Linked DNA regions of Sus scrofa: all the other regions are linked to region 1. Evidence: chromatin contacts called from public Hi-C and HiChIP or PLAC-seq data. All regions are on one chromosome and are shown on one strand. Each heading gives the region's core, a stretch centred on a gene start, on an enhancer-like site or on the middle of the called end of the contact. The rest is flanking DNA. Distances are from core to core; before and after follow the strand shown. Region 1 overlaps LOC100514506 (a long non-coding RNA gene). Region 2 has its middle 300 kb from the start of NFIB. Region 3 has its middle 450 kb from the start of NFIB. Region 4 has its middle 330 kb from the start of NFIB. Region 5 has its middle 370 kb from the start of NFIB. Region 6 has its middle 430 kb from the start of NFIB.

What was found. Hi-C and Micro-C count contacts between places; a contact is called where the count stands out from the background. HiChIP or PLAC-seq counts read pairs in DNA pulled down with a chosen protein or histone mark.
Region 2: an H3K27ac HiChIP or PLAC-seq map of skeletal muscle shows a contact between it and region 1. The contact joins two enhancer-like sites. A contact is called at or near these places in 1 of 47 Hi-C or Micro-C datasets (epiblast stem cells) and 1 of 2 datasets of contacts at active chromatin or transcription factors (skeletal muscle).
Region 3: an H3K27ac HiChIP or PLAC-seq map of skeletal muscle shows a contact between it and region 1, with 5 times the contacts expected there. The contact joins two enhancer-like sites. A contact is called at or near these places in 1 of 47 Hi-C or Micro-C datasets (retroperitoneal adipose tissue) and 1 of 2 datasets of contacts at active chromatin or transcription factors (skeletal muscle).
Region 4: a contact with region 1 is called in an H3K27ac HiChIP or PLAC-seq map of skeletal muscle, with 6 times the contacts expected there. The contact joins two enhancer-like sites. A contact is called at or near these places in 1 of 47 Hi-C or Micro-C datasets (skeletal muscle) and 1 of 2 datasets of contacts at active chromatin or transcription factors (skeletal muscle).
Region 5: an H3K27ac HiChIP or PLAC-seq map of skeletal muscle shows a contact between it and region 1. The contact joins two enhancer-like sites. A contact is called at or near these places in 1 of 47 Hi-C or Micro-C datasets (epiblast stem cells) and 1 of 2 datasets of contacts at active chromatin or transcription factors (skeletal muscle).
Region 6: a contact with region 1 is called in a Hi-C map of retroperitoneal adipose tissue, with 1.8 times the contacts expected there. The contact joins two enhancer-like sites. A contact is called at or near these places in 1 of 47 Hi-C or Micro-C datasets (retroperitoneal adipose tissue) and 1 of 2 datasets of contacts at active chromatin or transcription factors (skeletal muscle).

The regions. Positions count from the first base shown.
Region 1 is chr1:208,148,099-208,152,242 of Sscrofa11.1, reverse strand. All of the region lies in intron 1 of LOC100514506 (a long non-coding RNA gene), which reads left to right. Among named protein-coding and RNA genes, the nearest start is that of NFIB, 32 kb to the left of the region's middle. Within about 2 kb of position 2,147, at least 36 of the 83 cell types and tissues checked have an H3K27ac peak or open chromatin away from gene starts, as enhancers often do. A contact at or near this core is called in retroperitoneal adipose tissue and skeletal muscle, where this site is marked.
Region 2 is chr1:208,481,067-208,485,803 of Sscrofa11.1, reverse strand. No RefSeq gene overlaps it. Among named protein-coding and RNA genes, the nearest start is that of NFIB, 300 kb to the right of the region's middle. Within about 2 kb of position 1,418, at least 8 of the 83 cell types and tissues checked have an H3K27ac peak or open chromatin away from gene starts, as enhancers often do. A contact at or near this core is called in skeletal muscle, where this site is marked.
Region 3 is chr1:208,631,780-208,636,088 of Sscrofa11.1, reverse strand. No RefSeq gene overlaps it. Among named protein-coding and RNA genes, the nearest start is that of NFIB, 450 kb to the right of the region's middle. Within about 2 kb of position 1,293, at least 6 of the 83 cell types and tissues checked have an H3K27ac peak or open chromatin away from gene starts, as enhancers often do. A contact at or near this core is called in retroperitoneal adipose tissue and skeletal muscle, where this site is marked.
Region 4 is chr1:208,513,380-208,517,880 of Sscrofa11.1, reverse strand. No RefSeq gene overlaps it. Among named protein-coding and RNA genes, the nearest start is that of NFIB, 330 kb to the right of the region's middle. Within about 2 kb of position 2,135, at least 10 of the 83 cell types and tissues checked have an H3K27ac peak or open chromatin away from gene starts, as enhancers often do. A contact at or near this core is called in skeletal muscle, where this site is marked.
Region 5 is chr1:208,547,549-208,551,850 of Sscrofa11.1, reverse strand. No RefSeq gene overlaps it. Among named protein-coding and RNA genes, the nearest start is that of NFIB, 370 kb to the right of the region's middle. Within about 2 kb of position 1,505, at least 15 of the 83 cell types and tissues checked have an H3K27ac peak or open chromatin away from gene starts, as enhancers often do. A contact at or near this core is called in skeletal muscle, where this site is marked.
Region 6 is chr1:208,612,635-208,617,429 of Sscrofa11.1, reverse strand. No RefSeq gene overlaps it. Among named protein-coding and RNA genes, the nearest start is that of NFIB, 430 kb to the right of the region's middle. Within about 2 kb of position 1,324, at least 2 of the 83 cell types and tissues checked have an H3K27ac peak or open chromatin away from gene starts, as enhancers often do. A contact at or near this core is called in retroperitoneal adipose tissue, where this site is marked.

The DNA of each region.
Region 1 (4,144 bases), core at 898-3,397:
CCAGGCAGGGGGTCGGGGGACCATAAGGGGCGAGGAGGTAGAACTCGGTGCCTGGCGGCCCAGCCCTAGAGGGGCCTGTGCAAAACTCGGTGCCCAAGAGAGCACCAGGCGCCTGGGGCACTTGTTGCCAGAGCGCAGGGAGGGCAAAGGGAAGACATGGTGGGGGCACGTCTCCTCGGGCGGCTCCGGAGAGTAAGCATTTGCAGCCACCTTTGCTTTGGGTAGACGTTTCAAGTCCACGGTCACACAGGATAACAGAAGTCCTTCTAACCTTGAGCAAACTTGATTCTGATGCCCAGGACACTGTCGCATTGGGTTGAACCCATTAGCCTATATAGAGGTCGCTCAGGGCAGGCATTGTCTGTGACCGACAACAGGAGCACATCCGGAACAAGGAATGATCAAGGCAAAGTACTGGCCCCGACCCTGCTGGGGTCAAGTCCGATTCCCAGCCCAATCCGGTGGGGTTCAGAAACGGCCAGCAACCCCAGGCTCAGGAGTCTGCGCGGTGCAGTTCTCAGCATATTTCGTTCCTGATTCCCGCACGCGGCCCCGCAGCGCACCGGGGGATCTAGTTTCCCTGGACGCTTCTGCTTGCTTGTTGGTTTGGAAGTCGAAGCCCCGGGATAGTGAAGCTGGCCGCAAAAATCTCCAACCCCGCTAATCCTAGACAAAATAAAAACGTAATAGCCCATAAACCAGCAACCTTGGGGTACTTTATTTGGGAGTCTCCTGGAGGCACGTCCCTGCGGGATCTTCTGTGAGGGAACCTTTCTACCTCAAATTTTCCCGTGTGTGGGAAGACCACGAAGTTATTAAAACAGCGTTTCCCCTCTCCTGCCTAGTCCCATTCCCTAAACGGGCATAAAAACATCCCCTGAACCGGCTGCATCTACAGTTCTGGTGGGGAGGGTTGGGGGTGGGGGTGGGGGTGGGGGAGAGGCACAGGAGGCTGGCACTGAGACCAGCTCCAGCAGGAATTTGCCCCACACCAGGACGGAGGGTCTCCCAGGGAGACAAAACCCAGCTGGAGAAATCTCGGCCTGAGAGCCCCTCGCCCCACTCGGGGGAAACGACCCGCCCGGCACGAAGGATGTGACTCCCGATCCCCACGCCGGGAAACTGGAAGGCATGCGGAATCTCGAGGCTCCAGCAGGGTGGAATCTCAAAGAAAAAAAAAAATCTGGAAAAAAAAAAAGCTAAATTTGAACAAAACTAAACTACAAGCCCTCAGGTCCCCGAGTTGCAAACGAGGTGGGGGAGGAGGGGGCGGGAACGGCCACGGCGCACAGAGTGGGGGGATGTGGAACCAACTCTGAACTCTATCCCCTGCAGAGTCGGTGCCTACGGGGGCTCCAGCAACGCGCGCTCCCACTCTCAAGGTTTGGACTCACAAGGGAGGCCGAAGGTGGGAGGGAGAGGAGAGAAGGATAGATGGAGGTGGCGTGGGGTGGGGGGGTTCTTTTTCTTCCTCCTGCCTGCACCAGCCTAGGGGAACTGGAGGTGGCAAAGCGCGAAGAAAACTTTGGAAAGTTTTGGTAGCACGGTTAGCAGCGGAGACGCAGGGCAACAAGCTGTGCTTGGATGGGCACGGGGGAGCGGGCTGGGTGCTACTGGGAGACCAGGTCCTGAAGCAGTTAAAGATCCAAGTCTCCCAGGTCAGGTCCGCCCCAGCCCCAGAGGCTTCAAGGGGCCAAAGGACTGTGGGGAGTCTGAGGACGTTTCTCTAGGAGACAGACCGGGCGGAGCTGGGAGTTCGGCGGGTTGTATTGGTGCCGAAAACGGTACTCAGCGATGGCTCGGAGCTTCAGCAGTAAAGACTTGTCTGCCAAGGCGGGATTAGATCCGTCGGCTCAAGAGCTCGGTCCCCCACCTTCCCCTACCCAGCGAGGGCCGTGCGGGCGCCAGGGATGCTTGGGGAGCTCTGCTCGGTTTCCAGTCGCGCACCGGGTCTCCGCGCACCACGTGCGCCCAAGGCCTCAGGTGGGCACATTTGGGAGAGTGCGCCGGAAGGGGTGGGAGCCACGGAGCTATGATCAGGCTTCTGCCGACTTCCCAGCCAGATCCTCCTTGCTGGAGGCAGGACACAGTGAGTGGCCCAACCCAACTTCTCCCCGCACCCTGGGAAGGAAGTGTGGTGCGCTCGCTGGAGCGCGAGGCCGCAGCCCGCCCATGCCGCATACGGCCTGGCATTCTGCTTTTCCTCACTGCGCACCAGGGAAAGGCATAATTCAATTATACCATCCAAGTGCAACACAGCCTTTTCCTCTTTTGCTCTGGAGCCTAGGGCGTTTCGAAGAGGAATCTCCCAATTCTCAAATAAATACCTACCGCTCTAAAGCCGAACTGGGTTCTGTACTAACTACTGGGGTTTGGGGGCGGGGGGAACGGGAAGAATCCAAATTGGATATGAATTTACAGCCTGAAGCAGCTTATTTAGGCTCATGGAGTGCCATTCCAAACGACACAGCTCGCGCTATTTCGAGATACGTTGGAGATTGGAGAGAAAACAGGGTTATTTAAAAGTGACTCCCTTAACGCAACTTTCCTTCTCCGGCTCCCTAGGTGACTGCGTCAGGGCTCCAGCTTAAGGCGGTCTGGTCGGCCCAGCCTTTGATATTTAAGCCTGGCCTGCTCCCGGGTGAAACTACCTGTTGGGAGATTCCGCAGCCTAGACGTTTGGCCCTCCTTCCTGCCCACCCCCCCGCCCCCACCCGGTGCAATCCTGGCGGCGACGGAATGGTTCTGGGTTGGCACAAGAAGGGAGAAGACCAAAGAGTCGAGAGTATCGGACAAAGTCAGCTGCGCCTGGCGTTGCCCAGAGAGTTGCCCCCCCCACTCCGCCCCCGGCTTCCGCTTGCTCTTGGGGACAGGGAGGTGGGCCCCAGAACGCTGTGTGGGGCCCCTGGCCGCAGGGGTGGGCACAAACTCCACACGATTCTCTAAATTCGGAAACCACAACGCGTTGCAGTTTGTACTGGCACTTTGGAGCAAGTCTAACTTTAGAAAACAAAAAGCCTCCTAGCTCTTCCTCGCGCCCACCCCCACCTTGCAACGATAACACCCCTCACTTTTCTCTGCACCGAAATTCACTTTACTACCTCTTGAAAATCGGAAAATTCCGCGGCGGCTTGGACGCGCTGCAACGCAGAGGCTGCTTAAAGCTCTTGTAGGAGTTTCTTGAGGGAAATCACTCTGTTCTTGAGAGCAAACAGAATCTCCGTATTTTTACACAACCTAACTGGATGAGGGAGCGGAGCTAGGAAGGACAATTTGAGCCTTTGCAGCCCGTTGGAGGAAATTTCGGAGACTGGGGATAGGGGGTGCTTTTCTCTCACAAGAACCTGTGGGAAGGATAGCTCCGTCTGGCCCTGGGGCTGCAAGTTTCACTTGGGAAGCACACAGCCCGGGTCTGGTGCGCGTTGAATAACATTCTTTCCAGCAAACTCTGCAGCAAATCCCGCCCTGACATTAAATTGGGGTAGATGTGGCGATGCAGGCTGGGCTGAGCCGTGAAATTTCCCCCCAGACGGGGAAGGCTCTCCTCGCGTCGTGTCTCCGATGCGGGTTTCTGCTTTCTTATAGTGAACCCCGCTTCGTTTTGGGAGCAGTGAAATTTGGGAGCGGCCCTACGGAGGGGCTCATTTGGGGTCGAAGGGGACGGATAGACTTTCTCTGTCGCTAGGGGTACAGCGGCGTTTTATTTCTTCCCGCGCGCTCTCTCATCCCCGGTAGTCACAAAGCACTCGGCTGAAAACGAAATGGGGACAAATATCAGGCAACTGCAGGGAAGGAGGGGGGTAATCCTCATCTTGTTCAGGATACTCATTTTGACAGTGAAGACTGAGGGGCTACACGGAAGAAGGAGAATTTATTCATCAGAATTTGTTGCACAGGGATGAAAGTTGAGACTTCGAGCCTATAAGAAAGCTCAGAACGTTTCCCGCGACGCAGTCTCTTTTTATGATCCTGGCAATATTAGCCTGTTCGGCCCTTAAGTCACACCCCTAGTCCCAGACTTTAGTGGCATTTCCCTTCCCCGTGTGCCTCCTTCCCGTGCCCACTTAACTCGGCTTCGCGTTGCCCGGGACCTCAGGACGACTTGCGAAGAGCTCTTGCAAACTTGCCCTTCCCCGGCCGCACA
Region 2 (4,737 bases), core at 169-2,668, 330 kb before region 1:
CTACTTCTGTGACTCCCCAAAGCATGCAGGTAAGGAGCATGTTGGCATTTAGTATCTTGGGGGGATGTCATCTCCATTCCAATGTCTGCCTCTGGCACTTTATCCACAAGGCCTCCCCAAATCAAAAGTTATTGCAAGGCCCACACACATAGTGGATGGAGCACGGAGCCCCAGATGGGGTGTTCATGTGCATGACTACAGTCCATGAAATTGTTTGTGAATTACCTTAAGGATTTTGATTCATGGGATGATTCTGGGTGGCCTATTCTACCACCTCCTCCACCAACCCTACCACCTTTCATTTCCCGTCATTTCTCAGCAACCGTAGGAATATATGAATCAAGGACAAATCATCTCCTACAAAGTGAAGGGGAGAAGTTCAATACAAAGAAAATGACATACGTGTGCATGTATGTATACATATACATACATGTGTGTGTGTGTGTGTGTGTGTGTATCACAAAGAAGCTTCTTCACTGAGAGATGGGAAACTTGAGTGCAACTTGAAAAATCCCTGAATTTAATCACCAGCCTTCAATGCTCTACTGCTTTTTTGACTGAGCAGCAAAAATATGAGCCATGTCCCTTTTCTACATTCAGTCACTTGGCTTTTCTGAGATTCCACCATGTCAGCAAAATGGAGCACCATCTCCTGAAATTGTCATCCCTCTTCTCCCTGATGGAAGAGGTGTCCCTTCAAACCTTACTTTCTATGAACAATCAGAATAGCACTTGCCTTTAGGGATCTAGTGACCACTTGGCCACAGGAACCTTCTCATATTAATCTAACCCCTTCCCTAAAAATACACTTTAGACTTCCAAGCATGACTCACTAGCTCCCCAGACTAGCTCAGGAGGAGGTGGGAGTAGCCATGTTGTTGTGAGTCTCTGTGTCTCACCCTTGACACTTTGCACTTGGGTGGTTCAGAGGAGGAGGGAGACAAGAAGGAAGAGGTGGAGTGGGGGAGGGAGGGAGGTGGAGAATAGATTTCTTTAATGTTTGTTTTCTTTTCCTTATGAGTTTTATTTCACTTACTTTAACCGTCCTTGACCTCTTTTTACTGCCACCTTCCTCAAGCCTGGTTTCCCCCAAGCAACCAGTGTTGGCTTTGACAAGTCAAAATTTCTTCGATGGCTCCTTTTTCATCCTTGTTTGGTTTAGCTGTCATCCCAGACCTCAGCATGTCTACGTGTTCCTGCCCCTCAAACAGAAGCATTATCAAAAGGTTTCGGTTTTCTGTTTGTGATTGTTGGGTTGAGTACCAGGGCTCTTTTCACCTCCTGCCCAACCCACATCCTCCCTAACTCCCATCACAACCAAGCATTCAGACATCCATACCGGCAGATGGAAAAGGAGTGTGTGAGGCTCCCTGGGAGCCGGGCTATTGTTTAGGGGAACTGGAAGCCACAGTGCCCAGAGTCCCCATCCTCCCTCCTTGCCGCACACACTGCTTCCTGTCAATCACCCTGGAACACCAAGTGCTGGGCCAACAATTTTGTCCACAGGATGTTTGTTTGCAGGCACCACCTTCCAAGTCTCAAAGCTCAAGACTTCCGTTGACAATCCAAAAACTAAAATGAAAAGGGGGGAAAACCCTTGGGTAGTTCTTTTAAAGCCTAATAAAGTCTATTTATATTCAAAAATAGCAACAGGTTATCTCAGCTTGCAGAGGGTGAAGAGGCTAGGAAGCCTGATCTTTAAAATCCAAAGCCCCTGAGAAGTGAAAAATACAGGTTTCCAAGAGTGGATACTAAAAACATGTCCTTAAAGCACCTTTAGCATATTCCATGGCCAATTTCCATAAATAATCAACCCCTGTTCTATGGGCACACTGGACTCCTCAGATGGTAAATATCTTGCAAGGAAGCCACAAAGCAAAAAATTTGCAGGACACATGTGCATAGAAATTTAAGGTTTTCAACCAAAGTTGTGGGATAAATACAATAGCCTGAGGTCACTGGCTAATTTCAGCAGTTCTCTCCAGAGTTTGTATTGTCCTAAGAAATGTTTGATACTCTGTAATGATTACACATGAAGCAATTAAGTTTGAAAAACCATTTTAAAACAATATATTCTTCTGGGAACAGGTAAAAGAGTTTTCCTCCATGTTAATAGTGAAAAGATCCCCCCGTTGTCCTCCTTAGTCATTCAGTAGTTTACTTGAGATCCCTTGGCATGGCAATTCCTACAGTGTCTATGTAATTATTACACAGGAATTTTAAACTTCTGTGTATTTACCAACTACCACTTATAATCTTTATATCTCTGGGGAAGTGAACTAAGCTCTCTGAGGTTATTTTTACTGTGAAAATGGATCATTATACAAACTCCATTGGATGGTACAGAAGCTGAAATGAGATCAAGTGTGAAAGGTGCCTGGCAGGCAGTGGGTGCTCAGTAAATGATAACTTAGAAAACAGAAATGCAAGGGAAATTTGAAAAGCAAGGCGTTCCCAGGACTGGCTTTAAAGTGGCTTCAACTACCACTTTCACCCTTTTAACTAAATATTAAAGAAAGTCACAGAGTATGGAGAAGAGACTTGTGGTTGCCAAGGGGGAGGGAGAGGGAGTGGGATGGAATGGGAATTTGGAGTTAATAGTTGCAAACTATTGCCTTTGGAATGGATAAGCAATGAGATCCTCCTGTATAGCACTGGGAACTACATATAGTCACTGGTGGTGGAGCATGGTATATGTGAGAAAAAATAATGTATAAATGTATCTGTGACTGGGTCACCTTGCTGTATAGTAGAAAATTGACAGAAAACTATAAATCAGCTATAATGGGAAAAATAAAAATCATTATAAAAAGTAAAATAAAATATTTATTTCTTAGCTAAAAAAAAAAGAAAAAGTCACAGAGGTCTTCAGTAGGAATAGTTTTGAGATAGGACATGGAAAGATGATCTAAAATACATTATCTAAAGCATCCTAAGTTCAATAGTCATTTGTCAAGTGGGTTTTAAGTTAATGAGTAGACTTGAAAACAAAAAGCAGTATGTCCCAGATCATCTCTGGAACATTAACACACATTTACCAAGGAATGCTACCACAAAAGCAGGACTTTCACAGTCCTTGCAGAACACAAGCCTGCAGTAGGTATACCTGGGGGAGAACCTGAGTTACCATCATTGGGGAGGTTTGGGAAATACCTTTTCAAGTTGTGGCCAGATTTCCACAGAGAACCTCACTGTTTTAATAGAGAATTAATTCCCAGGTTGTTATAAGGACATACATACATAGACTGAGAGTTTTCAAAAGAAATCTCTGACATACCAAATGTGGGTTTTGGGAAAGCTAACTAAACTAAGTCACCAAAAGCTCAAATTTATAGACTATATACAAGAGAAAAATATACATTGTTTTAGTGATTAAAATAATGCTGATTAAAATTAATTATATATATATGTATATATATATGTGTGTGTGTATATATATATACACACACACACATACACACACATATTTAACTGGCAAATATTTAAGAAAATAACCATTATCAAGGGGCAGGATCAAGATGGCAAAGTAGTAAGATCCTAAACTCAATTCTCTCACAGACACATGAAAACTAAAATTACATATAAAATGACTCTCCCTGAGAATGACCTGAAGACTATCCAAACAACATATATAAAACAGAAAATATTTTTTTAAAATACACTGAGACAGTATAGGCAGAGGCAGAGACAGTCTAGTCAGGACCCACAACCCAGTGCAGTGACCCACAAGTGGGAAGAGATATTACAAACACATAAGTCCTCCCTAAAGACCAAGGGGTTTGAGTCCCACATTGAGCACCTCAGCCCTGGGTATCTGAACCAAGAAGACAAGCCCCTGAACCATAACATTTGGCTTTGAAAACATATGGCACTTAGTCCAGGAGAGCCAGGGGGCTGTGGGAAACCAAGATTCTGCTCTTAAAGAGCATGTGTACCCACTCCAAGTTCCGGCACAAAGGCAGCAATTGCAAAGCTCCATGTGTGAAGGAGCCATATGTGAAGGAGATCCATTGACTAGATTTAGGATGAGTACTGACAGGGCAAGGATCTGTTGTAACTTTCTCCAGAAACTGAAGCATTGATGGGTTCTATTTTATTTGTTTAATTCTCCCACTGCCTAGATGGCCCAGGGTTGGCAGATACCATTTCTGATATTCAACATCTACCTTGCTAATGCCATTCATTGACCCCCCCCTGCCCCCATCAGCATTCCTCTGAGGACAAACCTCAACCCACTGGTCCACCCAGCCAGCACCCCTTCAAAGCAGTTCTGTCCCACCACACCCAGAAGGTAAACTTCACTGGAACCAGAACTCCCACAAAGTGGTTCCTGCCCAGGTGGCTTCAGTTAGGACCAGAGGCACCCCAAAGCAAGCTTTAGCCTTGAAGGTCCTACCTCTCCTGCCAATGAAGCCAAAACTGTTAGGATGGGCCCAACAGCCAGCTGCACTGGGGTCAGATTCACTGACTAGGGCATCCACAACAACTATAAGCATCATCCCAGTAGAAGGGCACATGCAGCCCATGGAGGAGACACAGTGGATCACTTGGCTCTGGTAACTGCCAGGAAGGATAGCTCTTCTAAACCTCACAGGAAACTTTCCTCACAAGCCCACTCCTTCAAGAAAGGGAAACAAAGCCAATTTATCTAATACATAGAAAAAAAAAACCACAAAGAAAAAAAAGAAAACAAAAAGGGAGACAAAGAAATATGTTTCAAACAACAGAACAAGACAA
Region 3 (4,309 bases), core at 44-2,543, 480 kb before region 1:
ATTAAAATCTATTGAAGGCACAGGGTAGGCAGAAACTCCTGATAATGGGCACAACTCATACCAACCAAAAAACCAGAGGTCCCATGGGACTGTGGGTGAGTACTGAGGCCTGTGGGATTCAACCATCATTCAGCATTTACCCCATTTGATCCTCACTTGCATGTGGTCTGGACCAGGACTGCTAGGTTCCATTTTACAGACGGGAAAGTTGAGGCCCAGGAAAGCTAAAGAATTTATCCAAGATCACATTGCTGACAGCTTAGATTCCAACCCTAGTTTTCTAACCTCAGAATAAAGTGGTTGTTTTTTGTTAACAATGAACGATGAATTTGTTTTGAACCAATTCTAAATGTTTCCATGACTTCTTCTCTCACATCTTCACCCTTCACGCCATCACATGATAATGCTTCACATGAGAATTGAACAATTTAATATTTAAGGCGAGAGAATCCATTCACTTGAATCCTACCACCACTAACACTGCATTAAGTCATCTGCAAAAGCGGCCAGTGTTGTGGGCTGGCTGAGGGCTCCCCTCTCACTGTTAAGTCAGTGTTAAATTCTATGAGAAGTGACACCCTACAGTATGCCGAGCCTTTCAATGTTCCCAACCACGCTCTGACTGCATTATACAAAAGGCAAACACAGGGGCTGACCTCCTTTGATGCCAGATTCCCACTCTTACCATCTCTGATGGAAAGTGACCTGAGGAGGCCCTGCCTGAAATAAAGAGGGTTGGAGTCAGGCACCCCCGAAATCAGAGACTTTCCTCCCCAGGGATGGCTGTGTGCAGCCCTGAGAGCATGATTCTTGGATGCTGTTTCAGAAGGAACCACGAGCCATTTATTCTCAGTCTGAAATTGGCAGCCTTTACGTTTGGGGGAATTTTTAATAGGACTAACAGAGGAACCAACACTAGGGATTATTCTCTCAGTGTGGGGTTAGATGTGTAATGCATATGTTTGCCCTGAGGACCCTCAACCACATACTATAAAACTTTGTTAAAATGCTTTTCCCCTCAACTATTAACATTTTCCTGTGTACATTGTGTAGTTCTAAAGGGCCCAGCCAAAAGTTTATAAAGCTATGTTCCCCCACAGACCATTACTTTTGTGCTAATTAATTAGGGAAACCAATATCTCAGATATGAAATTCCAAGCTCCAGTTGCTCAGTTTGGCTGCAAATCTGTTTTCCTAATTATTGACTACTTTCTGCTACTTTAAGTCCACCACCTAAGCTCTTGGACAGAGCCGGCTTCAGGGAGCGGGGGAGGTCTCCAATGGCAACGCCGTCCACGTTGAACGGGGGAGTAGGAGGAAGGCCTTGCAGCTGTCGGAGTCACTGAGGATTTGGGAGGAAGTAAGAGGAAGAAAAAAAGGAGATTTGCAGGACAGACTTGGGAGAAAGACCGAGACCTTTTGACAAAATTTTGGTGAGGCATAATCCTCGAAAATTACTAAGGCACTGACATGCTTAAGGCAACACAGTCTTCAAAAGGTCTCTGTCAAGGAAGTACTGATTTAGACTCATCTAGAAAAATATCGGCATATGCATGGTTAGTGTGTTCTTCTGCCCTTGATTGGTTTCATTTCATTTCTGAATTCCTGGAGGGGGCTAAATTTTTATTTCTAATTTGGTAGGAATTTAGGCAGTTTTCCCATTGCTCCCAGTATTTCCGATTTACATTGCAAATCTAACTGTTTACCTTTGGGGATATATACATACACACACACATATACACATATATATGCATATACATGTTGGAGAGATTTTGAAATCTGCCTATGATGCGATTCAGTCACCTGTCCACTGCAGAAGACTGGATATAGCACAATGGGTAGTGATTTATGAAAAATAAAGTCATAGCATGTTTTTACCACACTAAGCTGAACGGTAATAAACCATTTAATTGCCATGTAAAAAACAAAGAGATATATATCAGTAAAACCACAGGGTCCATGTGAAAAAATAAATATAGGAGATATACGTATATTGTTTTCTGATTATACTGATTTTATAAAGAGAATAGGGAGAAGTTCCCATTGTGGCTCAGCAGAAATGAACCTGACTAGTATCCATGAGGATGCAGGTTCAATCCCTGGCCCTGCTCAGTGGTGATGCCATGAGCTGTGGTATAGGTCACAGACATGGTGGCAGGTAGGCAGCTACAGTTCCAATTTGACCTCTAGCCTCAGAACTTCCATATGCCTTAGGTGTGGCCCTAAAAAAAAGAGAGAGAAAGAACAGGAAAAATCACCTATGTTCCTTGAGTATAAACCATGATGCTGGTCCTGGACAGTATGCTCTGCATATGCTGTTTCAGTTGAGACTTTCTAACACCTCAAAAAATGTCTTTATCCCTAGGTGACAGTTGGGAAGTTCAGAGGTTACGTAATGTGACTAAGGTCAGCTTCTTAGAATATGGTAGAGACTAGACTGGAACTCAGCTCTGCCCAGAAAAAAAGCAAAGTTCTTCCTCCTAAAAACTGTTTCTTGGAAAAAATAGTTGCATAGCATACATATGCAGGCAGTTTGTCCTTCAAATTTTACTTTTAATTCTTCTTATGGATGTTGATGTCTAACACCCAAAGACTAGTTTCTGAGTACACACAAAAGCTTTCTTGTTAGGTGTTTTTACCCTAGTCACATGGGGAAGGCCATTCCTTAGCAGCAGCCAGGTCTTAGTCAGGGCTTAAGAGTTAAACAGGATTTCCTGGGGCAAAGAAGGAGAATAGAGGACAGAGTCAACCGCACCAGGAACCACAGCCATGGGATTGTTGTACTATGGCATTTATTTCTGGGGACTCTTATCTCCCTCAGTGTTTGACCCCTTCCCTGGCCCACTTTAACTCACCACTTGTCAGGAGGGCCTCAGACTCCAGAGATTTCCCAAGTTCACTAAACAGCTCAACAACAACTAATTCTCTAAAAGCCTGATGGTGGAATCTATGAGTAGTAACTAGCAACAAATTAAACTTCTCTCCTCACTTACTCCCAGATGAGTTCTTTAGCTTTCAATAGAACTTAGAAAGCTCTAGACCATAAAAATAACGTGATGTCAGCCACTTTAGGCATCATGGTAGAAATCCTCATCTTTTGCATCTTAAGTATTTCCTCAATGTTAAGGACGCTTGCCCCACTAGGATGATTTTGCCACATATTATTACAGGCTTAGTATTTTTATTTAACTTTTTATATTTACCCCTATCTGGCTAATATATATTTATTTTGCTGTTTTTCTTCTCTTTTTAGATGCGAGTTAAGTGGTTGGTTGAATTGGCTCAGCTTAGTGGGGTGAAAACACGCTGGTTTTATTTTTCACAAATCACTGCCCATTGTGCGATATCAAATCTCCCAGTCCTGCCGACAGATGACTGAATCACGTCTTGGGTAGATTTCAAGAGCTCTCACTCTTAGTTATTCAAGTTATAATTTTCCATTTGCTTTATGAGTTATTACCTAGTTTAACACTTCTTTTGTGATCCCATGTAAATATGCCTATTCTGGAACTTGAAGACGTGAGGACCTTGTTGATTCTTTGATTCCCCTCACTCATCCTTGACCTTGTGGGCCCAGGGGTGAGGCTGGGGTCCATGATCTGCCCCAGGACACATCCTAGACGTTCCGTCTTCAAGGTTTCATTCCGGGAATGTACCCCCAAGGTTGGCTCTCTCTATCCTCTGGCTGTTGTCAATCTGGGTACAGGGCCAAGAAGCTATAACTCAGCCTCCTCTAAAATCATCCGGTTTCAGCCTCCATCAAAACACCACTTGGCAGTCCCTATCTTTCCCCTGCCACACACACTCACACACACACACACACACACTCACACACACACACACTCAGTGGTTTTAATATATTTAATATATTCACTATGCTGTGCAACCACCACCATTCTACATTTGTTTTAAAAGAAAGCCTTAGATCACAACTGAATATTTTTTGAAGTATCACTTGTCAAAATTAGAAGATAATAGTAGGAAAATGTTACAATGAAAATAAAATCATATTATTCGGTTCTTGCTAAATACTGCTTTCCACTGAAAGTCTTGGGCCTTTGGTTTTTTCTGTTTGCTGAAGAGAGAAATCATCAAGGTTTATGTTGATGAAGATATACCAAGAGCAAACAGATCTACCCCTTTTCTTGAAGTGCCAAAAGGATTCAGAGTGAAATTTGCTTTCCAAATACATAATTCAATATGAGTATTATACAATGTTCAGCCCACTTAAATATCACCAATGTCATATGTAGCACACTTTGAGAGACACTGTGTCAGTTATTTCCTGCTGCGTAGAGGCCTGGTTTTC
Region 4 (4,501 bases), core at 886-3,385, 370 kb before region 1:
CTTGTCCAAAAGTCCATGAATTAGTTACTGCTAGAATGAAGATTTGAGCCCAGGACAATTGATTTCAAAATCAATGTCTTTGACCAGTGTCCACACACATATACACACACATATGGGAGAGAGAAACATATCACATACATTCATAATGAAGTTGATTGACCAAATTACCTTTGTCCTATAAATTTCTAAGACTCTTGCAACAGATAATTTTCAGACTGTTTGAAGAGGCAGCCTCCGCTCCTTCTTCCTTTTGATAACAATGCCCAGATTTTTCTCTTAGAAACAACCTTCTCCCAAATGAACTTCAGGCTGACTTCTACTCCAGCTCCCAGACATGAGAGCTTCAGCCTTGGCCAGAGAACTGCATTCCCCTAGCCACAAGGTTGCTTTCCAGTTGTGCATGTGGATTAATCTAAGCCAGATCCCATAAGACATTTTCTGAGGCTCCTAGAAGAAAGACAGGTTCTCTTTCCACCACCTGGACATGAAACTGGAAGGCCCTATCATGCAGCCGTCATAACAATATATGGAGGTCTGAGAAGGAAATTAGACTTTGGAAAAGCAAAAATGGGTCAAAGGTGGAAATGGACCAGCTGCTGAGGACTTTTGGGTCTCCCAGGTCAGTCATGAGCAAAGCCAGCCCTACCCCCCAAGTTATATGAATTTATAAAGTACCTTTTTAATGTAAGCCAGTTTTGACTATGTTTTCTATTGTCTCCAACAGCAAGAGTCCCAAAGATACAGTTTTCCCTTCTTGGGAAGACAGGACAGGTGAGGGACAGTCCCTGTTTTAATCAGCATAGCAGGGCTCAAAATCTTAACGAGGGGAACAGGACAGAAAATGAGATTTCAGGGGTCAAAAAAAAAGCTGTACTAAGGCTCCCCTAAACCTTAGGTTCCCACTGTGGAGTGAGACAAGGGTTCAGCCCTCCCTCAGGGTCTCCACCTCTGTGTTCCTGAAGTTTCAATAAATAGCAGAGAGCTCAAATATCTTTAATGAGATGATAAGAAGCATGATTAAGGGGCAAAAGCTTTGTTTGCTGTGCAGTACTTTTTTTCCTTTCCCCTCTCCTTCACACGCACCCCTCCCTTGTATATATAAACATACGCACATCCATGCAGCCTCCAGACCCCGGGATAAAGGAACTTTGAAAGGAGAACCACACCCTTCCTGTTTCTCTCTTCTACCTCCAAGTCGAACATAGAAAAATATCCCAGCATCGTGATGCCTGTAACTCAATCCAGGCTAAATGTGGAAATTGCGAAGCTGAGGCTGAAATAGACACCATATCCTTAACTCAATCTCATTGGATCTCTTTAAAACAAAATAAGAAAGGAAGGGACAAAGACAAATCACACAGAGGAGAATGGTCGCCTAAGTAAACCATCAAGTCGGGTTGGTCTGTCTTTTATCATCATGAGCCCAGAACCTGCCAGTGCTGCCAGTGTACTTTTGTTGAGAGTTATCACTGGCTATATAAACAACGCATATCTTTTTTGGGCAGCAATAATACACACTCTCACACACACACAATTAATGCTCTTTGCCTTTTCTATAGCTCTATCCCAGGCAGAGAGGGAACGTTTTGAGGACCCGATGACTTAAAGGGGAAATGCTGTCTTTCCTAAAATTCAGCCTCACACTGCCTTTTCTCTTACTTTGAGCATCTGAAACTTGAAACAGAAAACTGAAGCCAACCAAACCAAGAAGCCAGGGCAACTGCCTGGCAAGGGTTAAAAGCAGATCAAAATCAAATGGCACACTGCACCATGTCTTCTGCATGACTGATACTGCAATCGATCTGCAGCGGTTCATTTTCTCTCTGGAATCTCTGCCTACTGAGAACAAATACAAACACATGTGGAACCAATAGGAAGCAGACGAAGGGCTTTAAGGGTTCTGCACCAACGTGTGTCAGAGAGTGCTCACGTAGCAGATGGGGCAATTAATAAAGAGTCAAGCGGTATGACTCTGTCAAAGAGCCTTGAAGTGCTAACAATCCGCTTTTGTCTGCCCCACTGGAGAGTACAGATGGATTCTGATTCAGAACGAGGACGGCATTGTGTCCAGCTTGCTCTGGTACAGCGTCCGAGGATGAACAGAGGCCCAGGTGTCCGACGTCACCCATTTTCAAGGAAAACATGATACTGATTCTACCCACACACACCCCACCCCTGCCCCACTAGCATTTGAATTGCTGCAGTGATCACTAATCCAGAGGAAATTCGAATTTATAAGTAAATCAGTCTTTCAGAAAGATCTGAAAAGGAAGGATTTGCCATCAAAGCATTGCTGGTTTGCACACACACCTTGCTATCCATTGATTCTAATTGCGAATCCAGAATTCTTGCCCTTCAGCTGACAGCTAGAAATGATTAAATTCACTTAAGACTGAACCTCTAGTAGGTGCTATTTTATTTTTTTTAAGATGCAGAAATCAGACTATGGCTCTTGCAAGTGGTCAGGGGAGGTCACATGATTCTTTAAGTCACTGTGAGTCCCAAGGTTCTAGTGAATTTCCAGCTTAGTGCACTGCATTTGGCCCAAATCCCTCACCTCTGTCCTCCTTGGCTCCTTGAGCCACCACCATCACTGACTCTAACCGCTTTCCTTCCTCTCTGAACCAGGTCCAGAACAGCGGGAATGTGTCTGTCACTCCCAAGGCAGCTGCACAGAACTGAGAGTGTGTTCTGCTGCCCAAACTCAATGCCAACCCAGAGTGATCTGGATGCCAACCTCTCACAATTCCCTTCCCAAAGACATCAGAATTATCACTGGGAAAGAGCACATTAGGTGTTCCACTGTGAACTCTTTCTCTATAAACCTTTGTGATACAAGATGCCCTGTGACCATTAGCTGTCTGGGGGCTTTTCTCTTGGAATCTCCCCTTCACTCATCATTCAATGGAATCAGAATCTGGAATAGATGGATCAAAATAAAATATCTCCTCAGACAGTTCATGAGAGACCACAGACAATTCACTAGGCTGTGTTGTGGTTGCTGCTGCTATGATGTTAGCTGGTGGGCTTTCCATGTGGGCTGAGGGTCCGGAATTCATAGACTTTGTTCAAATTAAAATTGAAAATTTAATTCAATTCCGCAAACACTTCTGGAGCTCCCTTGCTAGCTGGTTTCACACCTCAGGTTTAAGGCCTATTTAAAGTGCAATATTTCTATTTTTAGGCTGAAGAAGAATTTCTAGCTTCTTTTGTCAAACCACCTAATTTAGAGATAAGTGCTAGAGAACTCAAGTGGTGTGGGAAAAGTCATCCATCTAGAGGCAAAGCCAAGTCAAGGTCAAGCCCAGTTCTCCTGATTAGACCCCAAAGATCAGTGCTTTTTCTTCCACACTAGCCCATCTCCAACTCTTAGGAGATGAAGACATTCTACTTTATTTACACTTTATCACTACATCTCACCCATAGGCCCTGCACCCGTGTTTTGGTAAGTAGGAAGGAGGAAACTGCTATGTTGATTCTTCTTACGTTCAAGTAAGAGATCACATCCATTTTATTAAAGATACCATGACAAAACAGAATTTCAACCTGATGAGTAACATAGTTGTTTGGCTTACCTAAAGATAAAATTCCCTCTGGCAAATTATTCACTATCTGATCCCTGCCCAATGAGGCTCCACACTTTTCAGAAGCAAATTATTTTTTTTTTCTTTTTGAATGAGCCCATGGCATACAGAAGTTCCATGGCCAGGGATTGAACCCATGCCACAGTAGCTACCTGAGCTGCAGCTGTGACAACATGAGATCTTTAACTCACTGAGCCATGCAGGAACTCCTAAGTACTCTTTTTTTTTTTTTTTTTTTTTTTTTTTTTAATTTTTATTTTATGGCTGCGCTGGCTGCATATGGAAGTTCCTGGGCCAGGGATTGAATCTGAGCTGCAGCTGCAGTCTATGCTGGGTCCTTTTACCCATTGTGCTGAGCCAGGGATTGAACCCACACCTCAGCAGCAACCAGAGCCACTGCAGTCAGATTCTTAACCAACTGTGCCACAGCGGGAACTCCAGAAGCAAATGCTAACTCCTTCACTAGCGCTCTCTTTATACCTTAAGATTCAGATCCCAGCATTATGAAGTGATTTCTGCTTCCCAGCCCTGCCACTTCACTGGTATGGGGAGCTTTGCACACCAAAACCTGCTTTCTCCTTCTTCTATAATAGAGTGCAACAAGACATAAACTAGAAATGACATTCTCCAGCATCTTTGGTAGTTAGGTGTATGACCTGTAATTAACTCTTCCCAAAGGGTATGCAACATCCAGGTCTGAGCTCTAAATCAATAGACTCCTGCCTGCTTTTTCCTCCTTCTCATAGCCTGGACCATAGTTGGGAAAACAGCTTCCATTGATCAAGTGAGGCAATACTCAAGGGAGTAGTGAATCAGTGAGACAGAAGAAACCTGGGTCCTTGATCACAGGGTTGCTGCCACCCTAAAGCACCCTGTTTATCATATCAGAGAGAAACACATTCTCCCTTGCCATAGCC
Region 5 (4,302 bases), core at 256-2,755, 400 kb before region 1:
ACTTTTGTTTTAAGATTTCAAAAACAGTAACCAACAGACTCAAATTGCCCTAAAATTATATGGAGAACCAGTTCAGTCTGCTCTACAAAGACTTGGGGAATCAGAGCCAAGAATGGTTCAATAACTAGTTATGAAGTTAAAAAAAGTTTGAAATCAGAATTTTCACAGGAGCTTATTATTGGTAAAACTTTGAGAGTTCAGCTAGTTCATTTTCCAGCCTCCAAAGAGGACTCTATCAAAAAGTATCAGTTTTGAAAAATATCTATTTTTGGCCCCCATTTCAAGTTTCCTGACTGATGGTGCTTCAACAAAATGACAACAGTCTTAGATGGCACATAAGCACTATTTTAAGAACTTTACATGTATTAATTCATGAAAGCCTCATAAAGACCTGTGACTTAAATTTTATTATTATGCCCACTTTCAATTCAAGGAAGCTGAGCCTCAGAGAAGTATGTACAGTCTGTGAGTAGCAGAGCCAGGATTTGAACCCAAGCATTGATAGGTCAAGGGATTCTCACAGTTGGAAGGCTCCTGGGACAATGGGGAAAGAACCCCAAAAAGATCCTTCCCGCATTGCATCATGGGTGAAAAAATGAAATACATTTCACCTAAGCCTAAAGCCCTAGTCACTTTTCTTTTTACTTGATCGGTGGTCAAATTCCTTTCTAGCTTCCTGAGGAGGTTCCCGACAAGGAGCTGACACAATCAACAGAGACATAAAGAACTCAAAATCAGCTGTGCTTCTTCCAGGTTACTAGGTAGTTTATTTACCTCACTATCTTAAGGGCCTAAATTAGGGCAGGAGCTAGAGACCACTGTGTACACACACACACACAGGAGCTAGAGACCATTGTCCACACACACACACACACCCTTGGGGACCCAACCGCTCTGGTGGTCTGGAAGCACAGAGAGAGCCACCAAGAAGGAAAAACAACTTTGAACTTTATGTTCTTCCACCCCAAATGCCATAGGATGACAGCTCCATTGTCTGACCTGAAAACTCAACTTTGACCTCTCCAAATACCAGAACATTCCTTCTTGAGTTTAGAATAATAAGGAAGGTGTTGGGTCAGCAACACAACCAGGGAAAATCCGTACACTCATTCACACTCCTTGAGATCATCTGCAGAGCTTAAGGTACCCAAAGAGATTTAATGTTGTCCTCAGGCCCTGCCTTTGACACAGGCATCACCACAGAAATCACTTTTACCCAGACATTTATCCCACACATTATTTACTGCCGGCCTAGGCCAGTCCGACACTAAGACGGTTCAGATCTAGCACTCATCCCTAAGGCGTTCTGCATTTACTCCTCCCTGTGCCTTGTTTTCTTCCAACCAGAAACAATAACTACCTCCAACTCCTTCCCAAAGGTGCCACGCGGGTGTCTGAGATATGAAAAATGTGAGAAGGAAAGTTTCTGCAAAGCCCCAATCCTTAGAAAAGCCAGCGTCGCCGCCAGAGTACACAACGCACACGCTCCAGCATCTCTCCCTGCCAAGCAGCGGGCCAAGACCCAAACTCAGCAGGAGCGCTGGTGTCTCCAACTAATGGCCCGCTTTAATTCCTCTCTTCCCTGAACACTTTTAAACTTTTCTTCTGGAGTCAACCCAAGCTCGGCAGAATTTCCAGATCCGTGGAAGTGCAGCATGCAACCAGCCCATTTCCTGACAACGCTGCAAAGCTTCAAGGAACACATTTTGTTATTTCCACATTTATGAGTCCGAGCTGAAGCCCTGAGCCTGACTCCTGACCAGGCCGGCCCCCACCTGGGAGCCCCGCAGGGCTGGAGGGGAGGGGTGGGGGAGACCAGCGCTAACAAAGGAAAGGGCATGCGCAGAAAAGTTTATACAAAGAAATGTTCCAGTGGCTGCCTAGACAGAAACACTGGCATCCGAGAAGATCTCTAAAAGGGACTGAGGTGTGAAGATCATTTTCTGAGCCCTCTGCAAGACTCTTCCCCTGATAATATTCTGGCATTAGTGCAAAGAAAGCAAACTTGTGAGAAATGTGGTTCAAACCAAAGGGCAGATTCTATAAATGAATGCTTTCTTTCTTAAAGCAAACTGAAAAATCAGGGGAAGGGACTATATAGAATTTCAACAACAATAAAAATGCTCAGCACTTAATACAGACACAATATCATCACTAGGTCCTGGTGGATGGTACAAATAAAAATGTAATCAGGGAACAAATTATTTTTGAACAACTAAGTATAAGGTGTCAGACATTGTGTAAGCTACCAGAAATGCCAAGATAGATAAGACCTAGCTCTGGAGCTTTGAGGAATTTTTCATTTAGTTTTAGAGATATCACAGAGAAAAGAAAGCTGGTTATGTTGACAAGTAGTATTTAAGAATAAGAAGTTCTTAGATCTACTCTTTTTCTATTTTCTTGAGATATTATTGTTAATTGGTTGAACTGGCTTGTCAAGAAAAGAAAGTATCTTGTTAACATACAGCTGGCCAACAGGCACATGAAAAGATACTAAACTTCACTAATTATTAGAGAAATGTAAATCAAAATTACTGTGAGGTTTTGCCTCAAGACAGGTCAGAATGGCCATCATCAAAAAGTCGACAAATAATAAATGTTGGAGAGGATGTTGAGGAAAGGAATGGTCTTAACACTGTTGCGTAAATTGGTATAGCCACTATGGAGAACAGTATGGAGGTTCATTAAAAAACTAAAAATAGAGTTACCATATGATCCAGCAATCCTGCTCCTGGGCATGTATCCAGAAAAGATAAAAACTCTAATTCAAAAAGATGCATGTTACCTCAGTGTTCACTGCAGCACTGTTTACAATAGTCAAGACATGGAGGCAAACTAAATGTCCATAAGCAGCGGAAAGGATAAAGAAGAGGTGGTATATTTATATACAATGGAATATTACTCAGCCGTAAGAAAGAATGAAATAATGCCAGTTGCAGAAACACGGATGGACCTAGTGATTATCATACTAAGTGAAGTAAGTCAGAAAAAGATAAACATCATATGATATCACTTATGTGTGGAATCTAAACAAATGTTACAAATGAACTTATTTATAAAACAGAAACATACTCTGAGACAAATAAAACAAATTTATGGTTACCAAAGGGGAAAGAGGGAAGTAAATTAGGAGGTTGGATTAACAGATACACAATACTATATAGAAAGTAGATAGCCAACAAGGTCCTACTGCATAGCAGAGAGAACTGTACACGTGAAACTAACACAACATTGGAAACCAACTATATTTCAATTTTAAAAATTAAATAAATAAATAACATTTTAACTTTTAAATTTTAAAGGTTTTTTTGTTGCCGGATTAAGAAAGAAGGAGCACACTCCATTTCTAAATTGTAACTAAAATATTTAAATGGAAGAAAGGAGTTCCTGTTGTGGCTCAGCAAAAACAAGTCTGACTAGCATCCATGAGGATGCAGATTTGATCCCTGGCCTCTCTGAGTAGGTTAGTGATCCAGTGTTGCCATGAGCTGTGGTGTAGTTCACAGATGTGGCTCGGATCCAGCATGGCCGTGGCGTAGGCCAGCAGCTACAGCTCTGACTGGACCCCTAGCCTGGGAATTTCTATATGCCACAAGTGTGGCCCTAAAAAGCCCCTCAGAAAATGGAAGAAAAAATTTTAACAGGTGAGAAATAAATAAAATTGGAACTATAGGACAAACTTGTGGTTGCCAAGGGGGAGGGCGAGGGAGTGGGATGGACGGGGAGTTTGGGGTTAATAGATGCAAACTATTACATTTAGAATGGATAAGCAAGGATATTCTACTGTATAGGGAACTATATCCAGTCTCTTGGGATAGATCATGATGGAATAATATAAGAAAAGGAATGTGGAGTTCCCATTGCAGCTCAGTGGAAATGAATATGAGTTGTGGTGTAGGTTGCAGATATGGCTCAGATCCGGCATTGCTGTGGCTGTGGTGTAGGTTGGCAGCTACAGCTGCGATTCGACCCCTCGCCTGGGAATCTCCATATGCCACAGGTGCAGCCCTAAAAAGACAAAAATAAATAAATAATATAAAAAAGGGAAAAAAAGGAATATGGCTGGGTCACCTTGCTGTACAGCTGAAGTTGACACAATATTGTAAATCAATCATGCTTTAATTATTTTTTGAAAATGTAAACAGGAGTTCCCATTGTGGCTCAGCAGAAATGAACCTGACTGGTATCCATGAGGCCAGGTTCAATCTCTGGCCTTGCTCAGTGGGATAAGGATCCAGTATTGCCACTGCCAAAAGCTGAAGTGTAGGTCATAGGCATGGCTTGGACCTGGATTTGCTGTGG
Region 6 (4,795 bases), core at 75-2,574, 470 kb before region 1:
TTATGTCATTTGTAATCAATTGCCTTTTTCATCAGTCATATTATTACATTCTATAGCTGGTTTCTATTACATAATTGTTTATTCTCAATAAATATGTTTTAATAAGCAGTTGTATTTATACTCCCTGAAATAACAGTCTTAATTAATCTAAGTTGAATACTCTTTTGGGAACTTAAATGCGAAGTCCTGCCAAACATTCTGTAAGCATGATTCATGTCAAGTTGAAGAACAAAAGGTATGCAATATGCTAAAAAGTACATATTACAGTAACTCCATTTCTCAGGAAGGCTGCAGAGTAGTTTTCTTATTTTTAAATCGAGTGGCATTCAGGGAAAAAAAGATACATTTCTGAGGACTTCATGAGGACATCTCTGTGGGTTTCCTATACGCTACCTAGCAGGGATGTATCAATAAAACAAGAGCACTTGGCTTATTATTCTTGCTTTTTCTACAGCCAACCTAGACAAAGCTATTTTATAATAGCACAAAAAGAGAATGGCTTTTTTGATCATTTTGGGCACGTGATATTTTTGGACTGTATCACTTTAAATAGAGTTAGAGGTAAAATATCAAATTTCATTTAACAAAAAAACGTTAACCAAAGGCAAAAGCACATGGTTCATTTTTCATTTTTCAAAACTATTAGACTAAATTGTCTGACTGGCAAAACAGATTAGTCAGAAAGCAGTTTCTTGGTAACTAGTCTGAATTTTTTCAGGCAGTCCTAGGAAATAAAACTAAAAGGAGTAAAAGACGTTTTAAAAAAGAAAGAGAACGAGAACAAAGAATAGTGTCTAATTTTCATTTTTTCATCAGATCATCAAGCCCTTCTTTGTGATGTTCTCTGAAGGAGTTTAGGATGTTACAAGATGAAGAATGTTCTAAAATTACTGAAACAAAAACAACAAAAAAAGTCAGAGTCCCATGGGGAACATAGTTTAAGATCATTTGATACGTATTAAACGTATATCAATTTAGACCAATTATATGCAACTGATGGTAAAATTGGCCTGTGGAGAACCTTGACAAAAGAGTGGACCAAGGAACCAAGGAACAAGACCTGACTATAGAAAAGACTGCCCAGGTGGGAAAACACACAAGGCAGTAAGCCCTGGGTGGAGCAGAGGTGCTTGGGCAGATCCTTCTCTTCTTAGAAATTAGGTTTTTTTTTTTTTTTTTTTTTTTTCGGTCTTTTGTCTTTTTAGGGCCACACCCATGGCACATGGAGGTTCCCAGACCAGGGGTCGAATCAGCTGTAGCTGCCGGCTACATCACAGCTACAGCAACATGGGATCCAAGCCCTGTCTGCAACCTGTACCACCTGCTGCTCATGGCAACACCAGATCCTTAATCTACTGCGCAAGGCCAGGGATTGAATCCGAGTCCTCATGGATACTAGTCTGGTTCTTTAACAGCTGAGTTACTACGGTAACTCCTGGAACCTCATTTTTAATAGACGGCATTTCTAAAATCCCTCAGTGCATGTTACTATTGCTTTTCAACACATTATTTTTTTTAATCTCTAGAACCATCAAATAACTTTCAGTGATTTTGCGAGGTCATGTTAGGGTGAGCGTAGAAAGGGGACCACCCACATTGCCAAACTGGCATGTCTCTCTTCAATTTTCATTGTCAAAAGGACAAAGGAACTGTTTTAATGAAGTGTTTTCAGTTGTCTTTTGTTTCATATTTTACACAGGAAAAAGGAAAATGTTTCCCTAGTTCAGGGCATCTGAATCATATTTCCAAGGGGACAGGCATTTTCAGGACAGTAAGTACTAAATTATAAATAACTTTCAATAAATTAAACTGTAGTCTGGCTATTTTTTTTTCTTCCTTGGAAACATTTAGCCTTCAGAAAACTTAATTGTTCTTCAAGATAAAAACGACAGTTGCTTCTCAAGTATATAAGGCAATTGGGCATATGTCAGTTACAAAATAGTGACAAGATAATATGGCACAACATACTTCAGCAAGAAACCCCATTGAACCAATGAATGCAAATGTATTCTAACTTTCTGCCTCATGTCAACTAATCCAACTTGCAAAACTGGACAGGCTCTCTATTAGTGGTTGAAGACCATAACAATCTTTATTATAATCCAATGCCATCTCTCCACATGTAAAGTGAGGGAGGCAAATGAGGCAGTTATCCTGATAATCAGAGACCAAAAAAAATGAACTGGTACCACAAATGTCTACATATTTTACGTGAACATATTTGGACTCTAGTATTATTTAGTTGAATGTTCCTTTTTCTATTTATTTTTCATCACAGATATGACCCAGGGTCATAGCTGTGCAAAATGAATCCAATCCAGTCTGTGCTTTCCTAGTTATATCAAGTCAAATGGATAGAATTAGATCATATTTACAAAGAACAGAGCCCTGATTTGCTCATCTTTCTCTCAATTCTGGAAGAAGGCAATTTTAAGAGTTCTCAAGAGTTGGGGATTTCTCTTAAATCTTGCCTAGAGGAGTATCATTTAAAAAAAAAAAAAAAAAAAAAAGGACCAAAGACAGCAATAATTCAGACAGAGAACTGCTTGCTTTTGAGGTTTCAGAAATAAAAGAAACATTTTTGGACTGAAGCCTTTTTCTTACTCTTCAAATCCTCTCAAAACAGACCATATCAACAGTGACCCACCTATAAAATTAGCCATGATTAGAAGCTTCTAGGAGCAGAGAGAAAACTAACCTTATTCTTCCCTTCTACAACTTGTCCAAAGTTTACTTTTGTGCTATTGTTTCTGAATATGCTTTCAACCAGTTTCCCTAACTCTGTCCTCATTTCCCTTTTATGCCTATAATGAAAAATCAGAAAGAATTCCTTTCTAAACTGAAATTTTATAATGCTTTTAGATACAAGCAAAGCTACTTACTTACAATGAGGATCGAAAAATATGAACAAGTAGCATGTAAAACCCTAAGAGTGGGTGCGTATAAATAGAGCAAAGAAAAGACAGCCACTCAGAGCATTTACATAGCCACTCCACTCCCTATATCCTGTGTGAAAGCTATTCCTGGGTGTTCCTGGCCTTTCTTACCAGGGTGATTAGAACAAGGAATCTTGATTTAGTCGACTTACTTCCAGCATTGCCTTAGTTCAAAGGCTAGAAACTTAATGTTTAATGAGTGAGTGAACAAAAGAAATGAGTAGTATGGCAAAGAAGATGAAAGAAGATGAAGAGACCTAGATGGGAGAAGAGAAAGGATAATAGTCCCCATCGATCCTATCAAGAATAGGACAATATTCTCTGAAACAGAAGCAAATTTTCTGAACAGCCAGGCCATAATGCAGAGTTCCTACAGACAAAAGATCAGCACTGCTTCCCTCCTACTTCTTCTTCTACTTCACTTCCCACTTTCCAAACTAGGGAAGTTAGTAAAAGTATGTTACTGCACAGACCACTGGGCAAATGGCCAACTGTCCTCTGGGAAAAGCCAAACTTGATTCTCATTTTAAATTGATACCGATTGTATGGCCCTAGGTTACTGTAATCAGAGAACACACGTTGAACTTGAACGCTCCCAGACATGTCCAGAAAGTTTGCACTGTATAACGTAGATCTTTTCAACCTGAAATTTTCAAGTCAATGTAATTATATAAGTCCTAGTGTCAAAATATTAAGATTACAGAGACATGTACCACAGGGCTCGTGTCTGCAAAGTCTTCTCTGATTTCCTGCAGCTATATTATAATCTCTCTTTCCTCTCAATTCCAGTAGTACTTTATCTACATTCTCTGATAGCCTTACCACTTTCAACTTGGTATTATTGTTATTTAGGTGCAAGTCAAACCTCAACTAGAGCCAAACTCCTTGGCTCACAGATTCTTCTTTGAGTCTTATTCCCTTGCTTCTTGACATGAGAAGGCTCTCTCACATTTATTGTTTATACACAAGTGAGGAGATCTCTTCTTACTGTAGTTCAGTTACGCTGTTGGTCAAAAGATCTCCCCCTTTACAGCCTGAGTTGTTTGGAATTAACCATAATAATTACCTCTTCTTGAGTGCTCATTTTATGCTCCACAATATCCTATTCATTTAGTTACATTTTCCTTGCCACTGGAACCCAACCAGGTAATGTGATCTTCTTTATGACTGAGGAAACTCAGTCTTAAAGAATGAAGTCATTTTCTCAAATTCACCCTAGATTCAAACCCAGACCACCTGCTTCCAAATGCCATGATCACAGTCACAGCAGAATCCGACCTGCTGGTCGGTCAGTAGAGGAAGGGATTTCAGGTCTTCATTCCAAGAATCATTTCTTAGAAAGAACCCAGGCAGAGCTTACACAGAACCTAGCCAGCTGCTATGATCTAATAAAGCAGGACACTTCCTCCCCAAAAGCAACGAGGTCTTTAAAGCTTCTGAAAACTCCTCCTCTGTAGAAGTGCCAGGGCCTTTGAAGGGAAAGTGACGGCAAGTCAGGTTTAAACCCTGGATGACCTGGAAGCCAGATTGACTGCAGGCTCCTGTGATACCCAAAAGCCTATTGTGCTGTAAATTTATCGTCTGGGAAGTGGAGTTTTTGTTTTTGAACAGGAAAATGACTTCAAAGCCTCTGTTCCTATTGGAATAGATCTTTCATAACTCAATATACCCAGATTTATTTTTCATGAGATATGAACTTTTTCTTCCAGGGAGATTATTTTTCAACATTTCCTTGTAAGTAATTTTCTTGAAGAAAAAGATGCAATTAAATATTCAAGGCCTTGAGCTATTGTGGGAAAAGAATTCATGCTTAAGTGAGGGTGATCTACATTTAGGCTCAAGGTTACTATTGAAGCACA